2 separate regions of the Mus musculus genome follow, and region 2 is linked to region 1. A link is a contact called in public Hi-C data. All regions are on one chromosome and are shown on one strand. The core of a region is the stretch at or near the end of the contact, and the rest is flanking DNA. Distances in the headings are between cores, read along the strand shown.

Region 1 (4,073 bases), core at 665-3,164:
GGCTATTTTGAATCACACATACCCTCAATAGTTTTCTGTCTACTTACTCTATCAATTATAAATGAGACGATGCAGAACTCAGCTGTAATTGTGGATTTACTATCGCTCCTTTTGCACCATCCTGTTTGAAGTTCTGTTCCTAGATGGCTAAACATATGGAATTGGCTGTTGATGAGTTTTGTTGTTATGCAATGTGCCTCTTTCTTCCCATTAACATCCCTACTATAAAGTCTACCTTAGCTAATACCAATACGGCTACTCCAGCTCTTTATCAGATATGCTGAGTTCTCGTTTACTTGCAATAAAATTCACCAATTCTATGTGTCCAAATTCATACTGTTGTTATCGACCACCTTAGTCATGATATAAACCTTTTCTATCATTTTAAATAGTTTTTCTTTTGAAGTCAGTCCCCAGTCCTGAACCTTGGCATCTGGTGTATTTTCTGTCTTGAACTTAAACCTTTCTTACTCTGTTACATAAATGGATCAAAATAGTAAATAACGTCCTGGTGATTTGGCCTCTTTCATGAAGCATCGTATGTTCTCAAATTCATCCATGTTGTTCATTTCTGTCTTGTTATTGCTAAGTAGTATTCTGTTGTGTGGATATGCCATGTTTTCTTTAGCTATTTATCAATAGACTGGTTTTCCTCCAGTGTGGGGCCATTATATAAGCTGCTACTAATTTTGAGTGAAAGTTTAAAGAGAAAAATGTGTGTGTCTGGTTCCCCCCCCCCCCAATTGGGTAAATACTGTGCAGGACTGCGGGGGTCATATAGTAATACGTACATAACTTTTTGGTGGTGGTCTTGATCTTTCTTTCTTTAGTCAACAAGGTTTCTAATTGCTGCTGCTGGGATCAGCCCCAGCTGTTAGGAAGTTATGATTGGGTATTGAACACCGGACCAAGAGAAAAACTACAAGGCAGAACCTTGATGTGTGTAAGTAGGCGTATATGACCTTGGGGGACTGAACAGAGGTCACCTGTGTAAAGCCAGAAAATATGTCAGGGAAGTACCTAAGGGAACTTCTGATCTTAACCGTGGGAATTTAAAAGAATAGTTAAGACAATGACCTTTACAAATGTCAACTCATGAAATTATTAACCGACTCCAATCCCATGCAAATAACACTCGACATTCAAATAATATAAGACGTTCCGACATATTTAAATGGCAAAAATTACAGTTTAAGGGTGCAAATGATTACAAGACGAGTGTAATCTGGCATTCAGCTAATTGCTTTGCTACTTGTCTATACCGCATACCTCAGTATTGCTTTAAGGCTAAAGCGGCTCGAATTACCTGCCCACTCGGCTCCCCGTTGTAACTGAGACTAGTGGAGCAGCCTCAAGGAGCTGAGGGTGCACAGGTAACGGTCGCGTGGCCACAGAATCTGACATTTCAAATCGCCCTGCCCATCTGGGCCTCTACTGCCGAGGACAGGCCAGCTAGTCACAGGCACGCTTCTTAGGAGAAGGGGCTGGGCTCTGTTGGCAGCGCACGCTGCCGCCCTTGCCTCGGCCTTCACAGCCCTCCCTCTCCCCAGGCCCACGCCCGCGGCGATCCCCGAGCATCCTGCAGTTGCCCGGCAGGTATGCGCGGCGCGCGCGCACCAGGTCCGCCCGGGGACGCAGCGGGTGCGCGCGGGGACGCAGGGCGCGCGCAAGAACGCAAGCCATAGAGCCGCGGCGCCCCTCCGGTCCCACCCCCTCCTCCGCCGTCGCCCGCCAGGGATGCTCGCGTGCGGCCCTCCTCCCGTTTAAAGCCGCGGCTCCGAGGGGGGCGGCGAGCAGGAGCGACAGGGAGGGGGCCGCTGGCGTTCTGCAGAGGACTGGCCCGGGTTCGTCGGCTGCCGTCACCTGACTCGTCGCAGGCGCTCCAGCTGAGGTGGGGGCGGGGATGGGGACGCTGCGCCGAGCGCTAGAGAGACGCGGCGGCGCTGGCGGAGGCGGCGGCGGGTGGGGACCGCGGGGACCGCGGAGCTGAGACAGGGGCCGGGCCGGGGCTACAGGCATCGCGGCCCGGGGACACCAGGGCGGTGCGTGTCTGCACTCAGCTACCTCGCGCGGCGTCCGGGCTGCGGTGCTCCTGGGGCGGGGTGAGTACGCTGGGCCGCACGGGTCCCCTCCCCTGCTCCAGGACCCGGGGATTCGAGGGATAATCCTAGGGCGCGGAGAAGGGCAGAGGCGGCCGGGTGACAGCTCGGTGGCGCTTTAGCGGCCGGGCGGGGCCTGGGCTGTCCGCCCTCTGAGATCCGACTGGAGAAGGGTGAGGCGCATCGCGGCTCAGGGCGGCCCGACTATAGGGATGGAGGGCGAGGGAAGAGGAGTCGTTGCTGCCGCCGCAGCCCCAGGACAGAAAGGAGGTGGCCGCGGCCCTGCGGTGCTGTGGGAGACACGTTGCGGCTCGGGGCAGCGAAAGGTGCGCGCTTCTGGGCGCGGCGTCCGGGGTAACCCCGACGCGCACCGGGTCTCGCACCACCGAAAAGGGTTGCGCGGACAGTGCTGCTTGACAGGGGGCGAAGCCGGGATGTGGTGACCGCTTCAGGGTGTGGGAAAGCGGGACCGTGGCACGATGCAAGGACTACCCTGCGGGTGGCTGACAGCCCTGGACCTCGATGGACCAACTGGGCTTGGCGCGCCGCTGGTCCCAAGAGGCGGTGCCAGGGCGGGGTCGGCGGAGGAGAGAACCGCCGAGCGGAGGGAGCAGGCAAGGCCGGGCGCTCCAGCTAAGGCGGTGCGGGTGAAAGCCGGACCATCTCCTCTTATTTCCTGCAGAAGAGGAGGCGGTAGACGCGGCCGGTGAAGATGTCGGGCCAAACGCTCACGGATCGGATCGCCGCCGCTCAGTACAGCGTGACTGGCTCTGCTGTAGCAAGAGCAGTCTGCAAAGCCACCACTCATGAGGTGATGGGCCCCAAGAAGAAGCACCTGGACTGTAAGCATCCTTTTATATAAGCGGGACATGCGCGTGACCATAGGGGCTCAAAGGCCGGCGGCATGGCCTTGGCAGTCTGTAATACTGCCAGAAGCCTTGGGAACTGGCTCACCATCGAGTCGATCCTGAGATCCTGAGCTCCTGCCTCTGGCCTTGGAGGTGTCCCCTTGAATAGGCCCTGAAACCTTGTCTATCGAGCCGTTTTTTTCTTCTGATGACCTCCAAGAGCCTAGAGGAGGGAACACACACACACACACACACACACACACGGTTGCATAAAAGTGTACATTTGGGCTACATCCTTTTAATCATTTTTTTTCTCCACTCTCTGTTAGGTTAAAGGAAATGAGGGGTGGTAGGGTCACAATGGGGAGACAGAGAGATTGATGGGTGGGTGGATGGCCACTCTTGACACTAATTTCTTAAGAGCATTTTGGATAATCGTAAAATCCTGCTTTTTCCTCTGCTGCTACTCAGAATTTGTGTGTGAGTGTGGGGGAGTGCGCGCGTGTGTCATATGTCACTACACTGAGCCGAACTGAAATAAATCCAAGCTATTGAATGAGCAGATAATGGCGATTTCATTCTGAACATCTTGGCACACTTCCTTTGTCCTGTTCTCAGAAAATGCTGGGTGGGATAACTGGTCAGCTCACAAAATGAATGTCCTCTCCTCTTTAGAGGTGGTACAGTTTTAGATGAAAACATAATATTTAATACATAATATTTCCCATGATCATTGGCTCTCCGGAGAAAGCTTTATTCTGGTTGGGGAGCTGTATGTTTCTGAAGTTTTTCATGCTGTTAGTATAGTTAGTCTTTTGCTACTGGAGGGGAAAGTGATACTTAGAAAGACTTTAACCTGCTTTAGGCAGTGAGTATCCCCCAAGACTATCCCAAATAGTATTCTACAGTCTCTCTACATCTGTTTGACCTGCTTAGACTCCTCTGCCCTTTGTTGGTGCTCATTGTTAAATGTCACTCTTGGCACAGAAACACATTTGCCCGTGCTCATATTCCCACCTCACTGTCTTGACCTCTTTTGGTTTGTTGGGGGGTTTTTTTTGTTTGTTTGTTTGTTTTATTTTTATATTTTATTTTCTTCAACCCTTCTTCTGTCTCTTGTGTTGCC
Region 2 (4,073 bases), core at 1,043-3,542, 72 kb before region 1:
CCCCTCTCGTCTGCTTTTCCTTTCCATCCTGAGAGCTCCTCTCTTCATCCCACTTTAGCTTACCACTCAGTCACTGAGTGTAACAAGTCAAGCTTGTGTGTTCCATACATGCTAATACTAAGATCATCATTTAATCTTTCACCTAAACCAGGAAGATTTTTAAAGTAAAATACGGTCCTATTAATAACTCTACCAGAGCAATAGCTACCAACATGAACTACCCAGACAAGCAAGGTGATGCTAGCCATATCAAAAATGACAAGTGTGCTAATTTAAAGTGTTCATGTAAGTATCTTCCACAACTTCAATACCAAAAGGTCTTTGACCAGAGAAGCAGGTCAGTGGGTGTAGTGCTTGTCTAGATTCCTGTTCATTAGACTAAACTAATATGTGCTGTAAAAAATGAAGGACACTATAGTTCTTGTTAAGGTGCTCAAAGTCTGTAAGATGTACAGGCTATATGAAGGTCAAATGGACAAGTCATTGTAATAGACTCTTACAACTGCTACATCAAAACTATACAATGCTTGCTAGAGGAATCCAGGTAAGACCAATCAGGTACACATTCTTCCCAGGAAAGCCTGCCTTCTGTAAGTTATTGAAAGCAACATCTGAACTGTCCATAAGCAATGAATGAGTTTGTCAAGAAAAGAGGAAAAGCAGCTGATACCATGCCAGCCCTGAGCTAGTGGAGAAGGTCAATGAGCAGGAGAGAAGGTAGTTGGGTAGTAAGGACTCCTGTGTATCATGGACTTTGCTCTGGATAATGAGGTGTCCTTGAAGGTCTGTGGTTATTAAATGACAAGACAGGTCTCTTTGTTTGACAGATAGTAGTTGTGGCAATGTGAAGCACTTATTGGAAAAATGGAAGAAACTAGAGGCCAATTTGAACAACCTTTACTAATGTGAGCCACATATAATGAAGCCTGAAATAAGAGCATCACAGTGGAAATAAGAATTAGGGGAGAAAGAGGAAGATGGGAAAAGGCTTCCCAATCCATTGGCTACAAAGAAAACAGTGAGAGCTTAGTGCAGTGGTTCTCAACCTTCCTAATGCTGTGACCCTTAATACAGTTCCTCTTGTGTGGTGAACCCCAACCATAGAAGGATTTTCATTGCTACTTCATAACTGTAGTTTTGCTGTTCTTTTGTATTGTAATGTAAATACTGTGTTTTCCAATGGTCTTAGGCAAGACTTGTGAAAGCGTCATTTGACCCCCAAAAGGTCATGACCCACAGGCTGAGAACCAATGGCCTGGGGAGAGTGATCAGAGCAAAAGACCTAAGGACCAAACACAGGGTCTTAGGACACACTGGCTCATAAACAAAGTTGGTGGAAGGCACAGAACTGATTGATCCCAAATTGACTAGCAGGGCATGGGCCAGTGACAACTGTGTATTATTCAAATAACCTTACTCAGGTATGTTGTGTGACCCTAAGATCTGTGAAACATAGTATAGTATTCCAGGCTTGAAAAAGTTTTCTCTCAAGTATAAAAGCCTTATTTCCCAGGGAAATAAGGAAGTGTGTAAAAAGTGCACCCTGGAGTTAAGCAAGTGCCTTGGTCTAATGTTTAAGTGCTCACGCATCTTATGAGAAGCTGGACTAAGGGGCGTGGTCTTGCTTTTCCAGAATGTATGCATAGCACCCCTCATCCTGGCTCTGTGTTGTAAAGGGAAAAGAAAAGCTTTCTTTTACTTTTTTGTAACAATATCCTATCCTGTTCTACAGATTATGTCAAGTCCATGCATGTTACGTCAAGTCTGGTTATTCTTGACATGTGCTGGTGTGCTGCTGCCCAGCTAATGAGAGATGGAGGCATACCACATCCAGCATTGTGATAAAGCAGCTAAAAATACACTCAGAGCCAAAACACTTATAGTGTATTATCACAGCTAGTGATGAACAGAGATATCACTTAGCATGCAGCCTCTTAAAACATCTAAACCTAAACCTTAAAGACCTGGGTTCAAGGTCAACCTAGTTACACTGAAAGTTCTAGGCCAGAGAGAATTAGTTAGACCCTATTTCCAGAAACAGCCTGTTAGGGACATTCCTACTCACAGGTAGCAGGCACATTTCTCCCTGTTCATTTCAGTCATTTTGCCACTTTTAAATAAGGCCAGGGTATACAGCTGAGGACTGGGGGCCCCTGTAGACTCAGGAAGGCGCTGCTACTTCTGTTGTTAGCAGAAAGAAATGAGATTCTTGGTAGTGAACATATTAGGGATGACCTACATTGGGCCTGTGGAAAAAAAAAAACTGCCCATGTTTACATCATGGCTCAGCTACTGAGCAGACATGTGGCCATGATTAAGTAAGTTACTTCCCACTGCTGGCATTAGAAGTTTTGAGTCTGAAAAACAATGATGTCTTCCCCCTCTCCCCCACCTCCAAACCTTGCAAAACTATCAAATGAAATAGCATCTCTAAAGTGCTTTATAGGAGTGACTGGGCCACTGTTCAACAAATATTCAACATGATTATTGCCAAACACAACCAACACAGGGACAGACATTTGTCGTGTGGAGCTACACAGCTCATCTCAAGAGCATACTCTTCTATTAAATTTAGACACTGGGCCAAAGGGACCCTAAACCTATTGCCAAAGCAGCGAATGTCATTGACTCAGGTGACACCCACAGCGTGAGGAATGGACATAGCAATAGTGCAGGCTTTAGTGCATCTGCTAAGAACACAGTAGGAAACCAGCACGTGCAGGCATTGCTGCTGGTGGTGTTCGTGTGGGAGCTGAGTCACCTGACAGAAATAGGCTCTGTTCTGACAGACTCTGACACGTGAAACTCCCCTTTCGCTGGGAGCTTCCCGCATATGTGTTTAAACTTTGACAGAGATCTTGCGAAATACCTCCTCTGAACAAGGCTGCCACTGACATTACACAGAATTTTGTCAGTCAAAGGATCCCTTGCATGCTACACACCTCATCTTGTTTCCTTGTCCGGAGCCTATTTTAAATCAGATGTGGAAACGCTCAGCGGGACTTGTGCATAGATAGGCTCTTAAACAAGTTAAGACAGGCCTCATGGGAATTAAGCAGTGCACGGCTCAGAACATTTTAGATTTGCTGATTGGTTAAATATCTTCAGCAGCCAAAACTACTTAGAATTTGTAACAGGCTGAGCCTGAGTGATAGAGGAGGCTGCTCACCGAGGCTTTTGTCTTTAGGAGAGCATAGTCTTAATTGGTGTGAAAGAGCTATAGCAAACAATTATAACGCAACATGGTAGCCTTGGTGACAGATTTTCAAAGTGATACATAGAAGAGGCTAGGAATACATTGTGCTAGTCCACTGCGCTCACCTCAACAGTTCTGCATAGGAAATTGCCTTGACTTTTTCATGTTACCTTCTTATTACGTAAGGACAAATCCCTCCTGTAGAGATTATCTCTCTTTCCACAGCACAAGCGTGCCTTTCTGGTTTGGTTTGCTGGGTCCTGAGATTCTGCACCTGATTTAGGTGTAATTGTTCTGTGAAGGCATCATTACAGCCATCATCAATGATAAGAAACCGCTGCGCATGCAGGAGTCTGGAGAAGAAACAGTCTGTGTTAAGAATGGCCAATCAATATACAATCTCTGCCATCTAATGGTTCTGCAAAGCAATCTTCAAGCCTCGTACAAATCTTTTACACTTAAGTATAAAGAATACAAGTTATAGAAAGAAACAAATATTCCAGGGTGATAAGAAAAAGTGTGTTTCAGTGCTTCATCACAACTGACAAGAGAAAAATCACGTCTCAGCACTGAATTTTCAAGGCATAGTGCTACACTATTGAAATGCCAATATTAACTTGAATAGAAGCAAGGGGTGCAGAGAGAAAAAAAATCAATACATTTCTTTCTTAAGCTACCTCCTAAGAAAGAAAAAAAAATAGACTTTTATTTGAGGAGTTGGGGGAAGTCAAATCAGAATGACTTTTGGGAAGTCGAAGGAATGCCAGGCAAGAAATTTGGAATGCTTTAATGAAACTGTGCAGAGATATAAAAAAATTATAACCAAAAGTCTTCAATCATAAATAATAATACAAAACAACGCTGTGAGGGGCGAGGG

Evidence for each region. Hi-C and Micro-C count contacts between places; a contact is called where the count stands out from the background.
Region 2: a contact with region 1 is called in a Hi-C map of cortical neurons. The contact joins the enhancer-like site here to the promoter of Snap91 in region 1. A contact is called at or near these places in 1 of 39 promoter capture datasets (hippocampal neurons), 6 of 484 Hi-C or Micro-C datasets (the N1E-115 cell line, cardiomyocytes, cerebral cortex and 2 more), 2 of 115 datasets of contacts at active chromatin or transcription factors (cardiomyocytes and forebrain) and 1 of 9 other capture datasets (pancreatic islet).

The regions. Positions count from the first base shown.
Region 1 is chr9:86,878,290-86,882,362 of GRCm38.p6, reverse strand. It overlaps Snap91 (synaptosomal-associated protein 91), which reads left to right and starts at 1,914. Exons shown (of 30, transcript NM_013669.2): 1 at 1,914-2,102; 2 at 2,782-2,941. The coding sequence starts at 2,812.
Region 2 is chr9:86,951,105-86,955,177 of GRCm38.p6, reverse strand. Gm39389 (a long non-coding RNA gene) reads left to right here. Exons shown (of 3, transcript XR_870974.2): 3 at 1-219. Among named protein-coding and RNA genes, the nearest start is that of Gm39389, 9.7 kb to the left of the region's middle. Within about 2 kb of position 2,292, at least 19 of the 459 cell types and tissues checked have an H3K27ac peak or open chromatin away from gene starts, as enhancers often do. A contact at or near this core is called in cortical neurons, where this site is marked.